Linked DNA regions of Mus musculus: region 1 is linked to region 2. A link is a contact called in public promoter capture Hi-C data. All regions are on one chromosome and are shown on one strand. Each heading gives the region's core, a stretch centred on a gene start, on an enhancer-like site or on the middle of the called end of the contact. The rest is flanking DNA. Distances are from core to core; before and after follow the strand shown. Region 1 overlaps Lcmt1 (leucine carboxyl methyltransferase 1). Region 2 overlaps Arhgap17 (Rho GTPase activating protein 17).

Region 1 (4,300 bases), core at 364-2,863, 120 kb after region 2:
GCCTCAGTGTGGTGGTGTATTGCCGCAGTGCCAGCCTCAGTGTGGTGTGTATGTTGCAGTGCCAGACTTAGGCTGGAGCCTCAGGAACTGATCACCAGCCTGGTCTTCAAAGTGAGGCTGTCTCAAAAAACAGAAGGACTTAAACTGCTATTACATTTCTATAATTTTAGTCGTTGCTTATGGTTCTTAGAGGAAAAGCTACAAATAACTTCTAATCTCAGTGTATAGAAATTATTACACTTTTTGTTGTAATACATTTGAAAGATGTACTATGTTCTTTTTTTAAAATCAGTTTCTTCTTTTTTTTACCATCTGAGTTCATGTAGTTTATTTGTTCAATAATCTAAAGTTAAAGACAAAAGGAAGCCACTTAATTTGAGAGAAATTGTCAGTCATGAGAATCTTGTTATTTAAGGGTAAAAGGAGGAAATGAGGATCTAGCAAAGGAGTCTGAGAAGGAATGTGAATGAACTTAGAAAAGGCAAGTGGAGATGTTCTAGAAACACAGGGAGTGTTTGGCAGTGTGACGATGTGGGCTCACCCTAAACAAGCCACTCATACCACCCTGCTAAGGTGTAGGATGCATTATAGATGAGGGGCTGGGAGGAGTGTAAGAGCCAGACGATAGGGTAAAGGGCTAGGAAATGCTGTCCTGCCAGACCTGACACACCATTGCAGTCATTGATTCACACCAGCTGGTGTCCTGCACTGCTCCACACAGGACTCCCTCTATCAACAACCAGTCAAGGAAGGAGGAGGGGCTCACAGAGCCCTACCCTTTACCCCAACTACTGGCTATCGATGGATTTTGGGAAAGGAGTGATGGTTGTTTAGAGTTGCAGCTGTGCTGCTGAGCACATCAGGCTCCAGCAGATAGCTCGAAACCCATGCTCACGCAGGTGGCCTAGTGAATCTTGGTGGACTTAAAACAAAATGAATAAAGGTGAAGTGAGAGATTTGTTGGAAGTGGGGAAGGGGAGGGGTAATAGAGTGGGTGAGGGTACCCAATATGCAAGGCATATGTATGTGGAATTGTACAAAATATATTACAAAAAGAATTATACTTTCTGGGTAACTATAGAAATGTATTGTTTTTCCTGTTTCATAAAGTATTGTTACTTTGTGTCTGGTAGATCAATGCATACTAATAGTTTCTCGAAGAATATAACCATTTGAAATGACATGTGTTCAGCTTTTTAAATTAATTATTTTGTATTTGGTTTTGGGTTGCTAGGCAAGCTCTGAACCACTTAGCCATTGTTTTTCATCTCCTTATGGCAAACCTTCACTTAATGGGATTAGATTCTGTTAATGAACATAATAATCTCTGTGTATTTCAGCTCAGAGGTTTGAAACAGTTCACATGTTGCTAAGGATTCTGTGAGTTGCAGTTCTTTCTTGAGGCCAAGACTGCTGATAGCTCCAGGGCCCACCTGAGTGACCAGCAGACGGGCTAGCTGGCAGCTGGCAGCAAAGTCCGTTCATTTTCTTCCCATTCCCTGGCTTTCTGGAGTTCTTTCATTTCTGTCAGGATTCCATTGTAGGAACAGGTCATGCTCAGTGTGTGTGTGATCTCCACACTGTCTGTCTGCTGCTGCCCTTTGACAAGAACAAAGGTCTACCCAGCCCCAGTTCCAGGCTAGGAGAATAATCTCTCGTGATGGGAGAGACTACAGGGTTCTGTTGCCCATGGACAGTAGGCACACAGCAGCAGCAGACCTGTCTTCCTTTCTACAGTCTGCCCCATGTCCTTATTTTCCTAAGATAGACAGACCCTAGCTCCTTGTCCTCCTTTCCATAGTTGTGTCTCTTGACACTTGTACTGGACATGGATCAAGCCACATGCTGATTCTGGATTTCTTGGCTATGACGCACCAGCTCTGTGATGTTTGCATAAGTTGATGTCTTGATGAAAACACGTTTACCTCCTCTGTTTTTCCTTAAGATTGCCAACACTCCTGATAACTGAATGTGTGCTGGTTTACATGACTCCAGAGCAGTCAGCCAACCTCCTGAAATGGGCAGCCAGCAGTTTTGAGACAGCCATGTTCATAAACTATGAGCAGGTAAGTTCCTGAGAGGCGGCTTCCAGATGGGCTTTCAGAGTAGCTTTGCCCCAGTCCTTGTTCAGTTCCTTCTGTCACAGCCACACGTGTGCTTCTCCCATCTGTTCTAGCAGCCCTGTTCTCCTGCTTTCTGGGCTAACCCCCAGCTGTTAGCAGAGATTTTGGACCTTGATTCTCCAGGAAAGTTTTCCAATTTTTATTTTATCATATGTTATTAACAAACTTGTAGAACATGAATTGAAATAATTTTGGCCATATTAGAAGGAAGAGCAAGCTTCAAGTCCCTTATAGACAGGCAGGAAGGAAGGTGAACAGAAGGCATTGACTGTGTGATGGTGTGGAGGATGGGGACTGAGGGACCTGGGGCTGCTGGGTGGTTTAGAGGGTGTGGCCTGAGAGGGGCTGGAGAGGCTACTTATGAATGATGCGGAGTTGGGAACTGAGGGGCCTGGAGTGGTCACTCCTTAGGTCCAGCCAGGAGCTTCTTGTGGGCATTTGACCTAGAGTTGCAAGAGCTCCTAATTTTGTAAGAGAAGTCTGATATACAGGATTGTAAGTATAAAGTGCTCTATCCCTATAGTCACTAACCACTGACATTGCTCCAGTGGCTACAGAAAAGGCCTTTTTTGGAGCTTTGAAAGGATCCAGCTTGAGCCCCAGTCTTCTGTGGGTTCATACTCTCTGTGCCTCTGTTTCCTTGCCTGAAAGTAGTAATGCCCCTGCTTCCTAGTGTGAGGGACACAAGAGTTAGTGTGTATGTTTACACCAGGGCCCCCTGCCCCTCAGCTAGTAAGTGTGTGCTGTTCAGACTCTTCTGAGCACTAGTTGTTTACTGCTGGGGATACGGGTGAGGTTACACACCCATATCCACCATGTGGAGGCCTCTGTTGCTCTCTGCCTCGTTCCCTTGAAATGGTTCTTTCACGGAACCTGGAACCTGCAGCTCATTGGCTAGGTTGAATGGCCAGTATAGCTCCAGCGATCTTCCTGTCTCTAACCCCCAAGTACTGGATTATAGTGTCGGGTGGCCAGACTGGCTTTTGATATTGGTCCTGAGCATGGAACTCAGATGTTCATGCTTGCATAGAAGACTTCACCATGAAGCTGCCTCTCTACCACAGTTCTCTGCTGTTGAAGAAATCCTTGAGATGCTACACACAATGCATGCTAGATGTCGACATTATTTACTTGCTTAGTTTGAGACAGAGTTTCACTGTGTACCCTGGCTAGCTGGGAGCTTGCTATGTAGAACCAAGATAGACTCATCCCTGGGTAATCATTCTACTTCCAAGTGTTGGGATACCAAATTCGTACCACGGTAACTGGCTTTGAAACAAAACAAAAACTCTTTTTAATGGGATCTCACTTATAGCCCTACCTCGTCCACTTAATCATTTCCTTTTTATTTCATTGTATGTAAGAGCAACACAAGTATAAGTGTGGACAGGTCTAGGCTAGACTAGGAATTGCTACTTCCTTTCCCTCTCCAGTTCTGGGGTCGTTGGTTCTCGGTTGGCTGACTTTCTTCCTTCCCATCTACAACTGCTGCCATGTGTCCAGGAGCATTGGCCATGGAAGCCAGCCCCTCAGCTTCTCTCTTAATACGATTGCAGCCAGGGCACGGTCTGCTTTTGCGGCATACATGCATGGAGAGTGACTGCCATATGTCCTGTGTGTGCTGCTTTGTTCATTGGCCTTGCCTCTGCTCTGTCCAGAGCATTTATCTAGCACACTCTGGGAGATGCCAGGTTGATTCAGACTCAAGGCTTCTCACTCAGGAGCACACCTGGGACTGGGCCAGATTCGATGGCACCACCTCAGCTGTCTGTCACCTGGTTTAGCTCCCACCATTCTCACTTTGTCAGTAGAAATTTAACTTGAATCAACAGTGTAGATTAGTTGCCTGTGTGTTTTTCCTGGTTAATTGTTTACAGCGACAAAGCCATGTTGGTAACTGCGTGATGACAGTGCACTGTGCTTTCCGTACTCTGTACTGGGTACTACTGGGTCAGTTTTCCATGTATTTGCTTGTTTCCTTACATAGAAGTCCATAAGGCTGGTGTTAGTCTCCCCCGACAGTTAAACCGTCCAGTCTTCTCAGGGTCACAGCTGTTGTCAAGGCAGGATTCAAGCCATCATTCATAAAATGAAGATTGTGCTCTCAGACACCTTCTGTCCTGACGCAAATGAGGGAGGATAGCATTGCTGACAGTCTGCCTCTGGGGTGGGTCTTA
Region 2 (4,887 bases), core at 1,382-3,881:
GGGATGCAGCATACAGGCTGAGTGAGACTAGAGTGGGAGCTTTATCTATGTGGCTTTGGGGGACGCCCTCTTCTAATGCAGCTGGCTACAGAGGGAGTGGTCACAGCCCTATAATCACTCCCCATCCCCAAGTTTCTAAAAGGAAACCAAATAATTTATTGGTTCCCCACTGAACTTTGGCAGAATCATGCCTCAGGTTTTGGTTGGGACCTTGGAAGAAGGGACAGATGCTGCTTCACATCTGTGGGAAGGAATTTTACTGGTGGTGCCTCTAAAGACCTTTAAAGGTCTCTGGCCCTTTCCTCTCTGGCTCTCTGATTTAACACTTCTGCCACCTGCTCCTGCTGCCATGAGAGTCTCCCTTGTCAGATGCTCACAGCCACTCAGCCAGATGACACCCGAGGCTTACATAAACACTTCCTACTTTTAAGCTGTTCTCTCATGTACCTGTCACATCATGAAGTCTGGGGCACAAGGGACGTGATTTAGAAATCACTGGATTCCTAGGAGCCTTCACATTCAGCTCTGATGGCCTCAAACCAATGTCCCTGGTCCTAGTGTCACTGTGCCTCAGCAGACCGTCTAGCTCCTTCACATTCCAGCATGACACAAGCTTTCCTGGCAAAGTGCCCTTCTGCCCTTCCACATGTGAGGATTCGGATCAGCTCCCATGCTCACTTAAAAAAACACACTGCTGGTGATTCAGAAAGCTTTCTTTTGGGTATCTCACAGACTTTTGGAGCATCTTCTTCCTAGCTTTGATCTATGGTGCTTCCTGACAAATTTCTGGGCATTATAAAAAGCTGTGTCTACTACTGTTAAATATTCTGATTTTTAATCAGCTAATCCATACTGATTTTTGAATTTTGTCTGTTTCCTTTGAAGACTCTTCTTGTCCCCACAACTAAAAACTCGCATTACTTTCTATGTGGGTATTTTTGGTCAGGGTTTATTTGCTATATGATCTATGCACTTAGCCCATCTTCCTACTTAACTGTAACTTTGCTTTATGACATTGTATGCTTGCAACTATTTTCTGAAACAAAACTGGGCATACACAAGCAACTGAATGACTGATTCGTTAAAGCTGATCAGCAGCAATGACGGAGTGACAGGTGAGGATATGGACTTTGTGGCCTGCGCTTATAACCCACCACTGGCCTGCCACGCAGCCCTGGGCAAATTGCTGGTTCTTCTCAGACTCAGCTCCCTCAGATGAGCACTTGCTGCGCAGCTGACCCCTTGTGTCTACCTCTGCAACTTAACCCACACGGTTCAATGCCAGCACAGGCCTCCTAAAGGCAGCAGTGCGAAGCCATTCTGCTTAGGACAGTATTAGTGACTTTCACACTGTTATGGCAAACTGACTCAAGGAAGCAAAGATTCGTTTGGGCTCATGGTTTCTACCATACAGGTGAAAGGACTGTCACAGCAGCAGGATACTTTTGTGAAGGATTTTCTTATGGAGGTAAAGCAGGGGCCAGGCATCACCTTCAAAGACAACCCCTAAAAACCTGCCTCCAAAGCAGGCCCCACTTCTCAATAGCTCAACCCCACAAAACAAGACCATGACCTGGGAAACAGATGTTTGAAACATGGTCGTTCGTATGAGAGGCATTTTATATTAATAATGGAACAGGAGCCTTGATGATTCCCATAGGACCCAGGAGAGTAAGTTCCAAACAAGTTAGCCATATATACAAGGACCTTCACAGCCTACCTCTGTCTGTCAAGGCATCTTCCAGTTGTCCAGGGCCATGCATACTGTCCTCAAAGGGCAGAATCTAAGCTGTGCCTCACTAGGGTGACTTCTCTGGTTTCAGTGCCAAGGGCAGGAAACTCTTCATTCACGAAAGTTAGCAAGTGTTACTCCCAGAGGAGGGCGCTCCACAGCCCCCTCTTACCTACACTGTCAGCACAGAAGGAGCACAACAGCACACCCCAATGTGTGCCCAGTGGGACAGGGCTATGCTGAGGTAAAAGCATGTGAAGATAGCAGGGGGCAGAGGGGGTTCCTGAGGGCAGGAGGTGACCTTGTGAAAGACACCTTCCCCACACTGGAGAAAAGAAACACTCTTTTCTGCCATGACAGGATGATGAGGACAGTCTCTACAAATAAATAAACTGTTGGACAGTCCTCGTTTTCCTAACATGTCTACACTCAACTGTCCAGCCCAAGGCCATCTTGCCACATGCTCACATACACTGCCCAGGTAGAGCAACATTTGTTTCTTTACAAATGTTTCTTTGTGCCTTCATTTTCCCATGGACTTGCAAAAACCTACAGGTTTTTCTCTTGTCAATTTGCTTATGTCAGTTAAATTCTTAGGCATAGCTACAGACACTTAAGGGCTTGGGGCATGGCTCTATCCCTGTGGTACCCACACAGAGATGTGTGTCGAGCTTGTCATCATACAGGGGCTGCCAAGCTGCCTGTCTACTCAGAACTCAGGCCTGGAGGCTCTCTTAGGTAGGGATGATAATATCTCCTGTGTTTCTGTGTCTCTTAGGTAGGGATGATAATATCTCCTGTGTTTCTGTGGCTTCCAAACATGAGCTGGATGGGAAGTCACCTGCACTTGACTATGTCCCTTGAAATCTGTCACGACCCAAGCTAACCACAGGAAGGAGAAGCTTACGCATGAGGTGGGAGGAGCCACTTACCCTTCTTGTTTGGCCCACAGGAGGTTAGGGCCCAGGACAATGGCTATGTTGCTAGGAGTCATTTTATTAACGTCACTGGTCTGGGCAAGCTTTGCAAGGAACTTGATTAAATACCTGTAAGACAAAACAGAAGGCCAGGAGCATCTCTGGAGCACTGTGGCCTGTCCCCTCCACTGCCTCTGTGCGGGCCACACATGGCTCAGGCACTTCCGACAGGCTGGCACTGACTGGGACCCAACTCATGTGGAGTGCTGCCCACACTCCTCATGCACTTTATTCAAAACAGAAACCGAAGGGTTGGAAGGAGAAAGCAGGACCAACATCACCACACTGATTTAACCTTACCTAGTTCTACATTTTCCCTTTATAATCTATTTATTTTGCCCCTACATTAATTAATCTGATTAATAGTAGGCCCAATATATGTTTAATAAAAAGGTAGGTTTTTTTCCTTTTATTGGATATTTTCTTTATTTACATTTCAAATGTTATCCCCTTTTCCAGTTTCCCCTCTGGAAACCCTCTATCCCCTCCCCCTCCCCTGCTTCTATGAGGGTGATTACCCACCCACCCTGGCAATCCCCTACACTGGGGCATCGAGCCTTCACAGGACCAAGAGCCTCTCCTCCCATTCATGTCCAACAAGGCTATCCTCTACTACATATACAGATGGAGCCATGGGACCCTCCATGTGTATACTATGGTTGGTGGTTTAATCCCTGGGAGCTCTGGGTGGTGGGGGTGGGGTCTGGTTGGTTGCTATTATTGTTCTTCCTAAGGGGTGGCAAACTCCTTCAGCTCCTTCAGTCCTCTCTCGAACTCCTCAAGAAACTGTATTTGAAAACCTTCATTTTAATTATGAAAATATTTGATTTATTACATAGACATGTGTTGTTATGTATAAGTAGTATAAAAAACGATACATGAATAACCAAGTTACCTATTAACAAGGAACTAGTTAGGTAAATTATAGTCTATCTTGATCTATGTGACCAAAAAAATCATGTTGTGATTCAGAAAAGTCTCCAAGATGTATTCAGCAAAGATATGGCACCAAGCAGGCAAAGGAGAATGACATATAAACTTTACACATCATTCTGGCTAGAATCAAAGGGTGCGGGGAAGATGGGCTGTAAATGGGGTAGATAGAATCACAATGTGCTGTACACATATGAAATTCTCAAAAAGTTAAAATATTATTTTTAAAAAGTGGACAACGGGAGAAAAATATGTATGAATGCACTTCATGTGCCCGTGCACATACATGCATATGAGCGCACACACACACACACACACACACACACACTCACATACACACATACTCACACACTCACACATACACACACACACTCACATACTCACACATACACACACACACTCACATACACACACACACTCTCACGTACTCACACACACACTCACATACTCACACACACACATACACACTCACACACACATACACACTCACATACACACTCACATACACACACATACTCACACACACTCACATACTCACACACATACATACACACACACATGCACACACACAGACACACTCACACACACATACACACACTCACTCACACACATACATACACACACACACACGCGCGCGCGCACGCACACACACACACACACACACACACACTCACTCACACAGAAGCTCTTGTAGATAGACACTGAAGAAATTGTCAATATCCTATCTCAGACAAATGAGGTGGCCAGAGACAAGAGGTTTTTCAATGTGTATCTTTTGAGCTTGAAACCATCAGAATGTCCATTATTTAAAAAATAATTAGTAAAAGTTACAGAGAAAAAGATGCAAGCTGAAAGAGCAAACCGCAACACACTAAGTTCTGTAACTGAGTTCCCACCACATCACACAGACAGAATTTAATAACCTGCCGTTCTGAGCCAGGCTTGCAATCAATGAGGGTTGTCACAGAGAAGAGTTAACTCACAAGGACGAGCCAGTCCTTTACATGTGCACAGGCAGTATCTGATGTGGCTGAGATAAAGGCCAAGACCAAGTTTATGGTCAGGAAACATGTCATACAAATCACCTGGAGACTGGATTTTAAATGAATCGCTTAAGAAAAAAAGTCTGATTTTAAGAGTTTGTTTTTAAATTTTAATTACATTTATTCCAATGTGTTCAGAGAGAAAGAGAAGTGGGGACAGAGGGAGAAGACAGAAGGACACATCTTGAAGGAGTTAATTCTC

Evidence for each region. Capture Hi-C pulls out chosen DNA fragments and counts their contacts.
Region 1: a contact with region 2 is called in a promoter capture Hi-C map of pancreatic islet. The contact joins two enhancer-like sites. A contact is called at or near these places in 3 of 484 Hi-C or Micro-C datasets (CD4 T cells, embryonic stem cells and nephron progenitors), 2 of 115 datasets of contacts at active chromatin or transcription factors (embryonic stem cells and pancreatic cancer cells) and 4 of 9 other capture datasets (adipose tissue, embryonic stem cells, liver and 1 more).

What each region holds. Positions count from the first base shown.
Region 1 is chr7:123,416,273-123,420,572 of GRCm38.p6, forward strand. It overlaps Lcmt1 (leucine carboxyl methyltransferase 1), which reads left to right. Exons shown (of 11, transcript NM_025304.3): 7 at 1,946-2,066. Among named protein-coding and RNA genes, the nearest start is that of Lcmt1, 40 kb to the left of the region's middle. Within about 2 kb of position 1,614, at least 7 of the 459 cell types and tissues checked have an H3K27ac peak or open chromatin away from gene starts, as enhancers often do. A contact at or near this core is called in pancreatic islet, where this site is marked.
Region 2 is chr7:123,297,825-123,302,711 of GRCm38.p6, forward strand. It overlaps Arhgap17 (Rho GTPase activating protein 17), which reads right to left. Exons shown (of 20, transcript NM_144529.2): 14 at 2,665-2,778. Among named protein-coding and RNA genes, the nearest start is that of Arhgap17, 70 kb to the right of the region's middle. Within about 2 kb of position 2,632, at least 8 of the 459 cell types and tissues checked have an H3K27ac peak or open chromatin away from gene starts, as enhancers often do. A contact at or near this core is called in pancreatic islet, where this site is marked.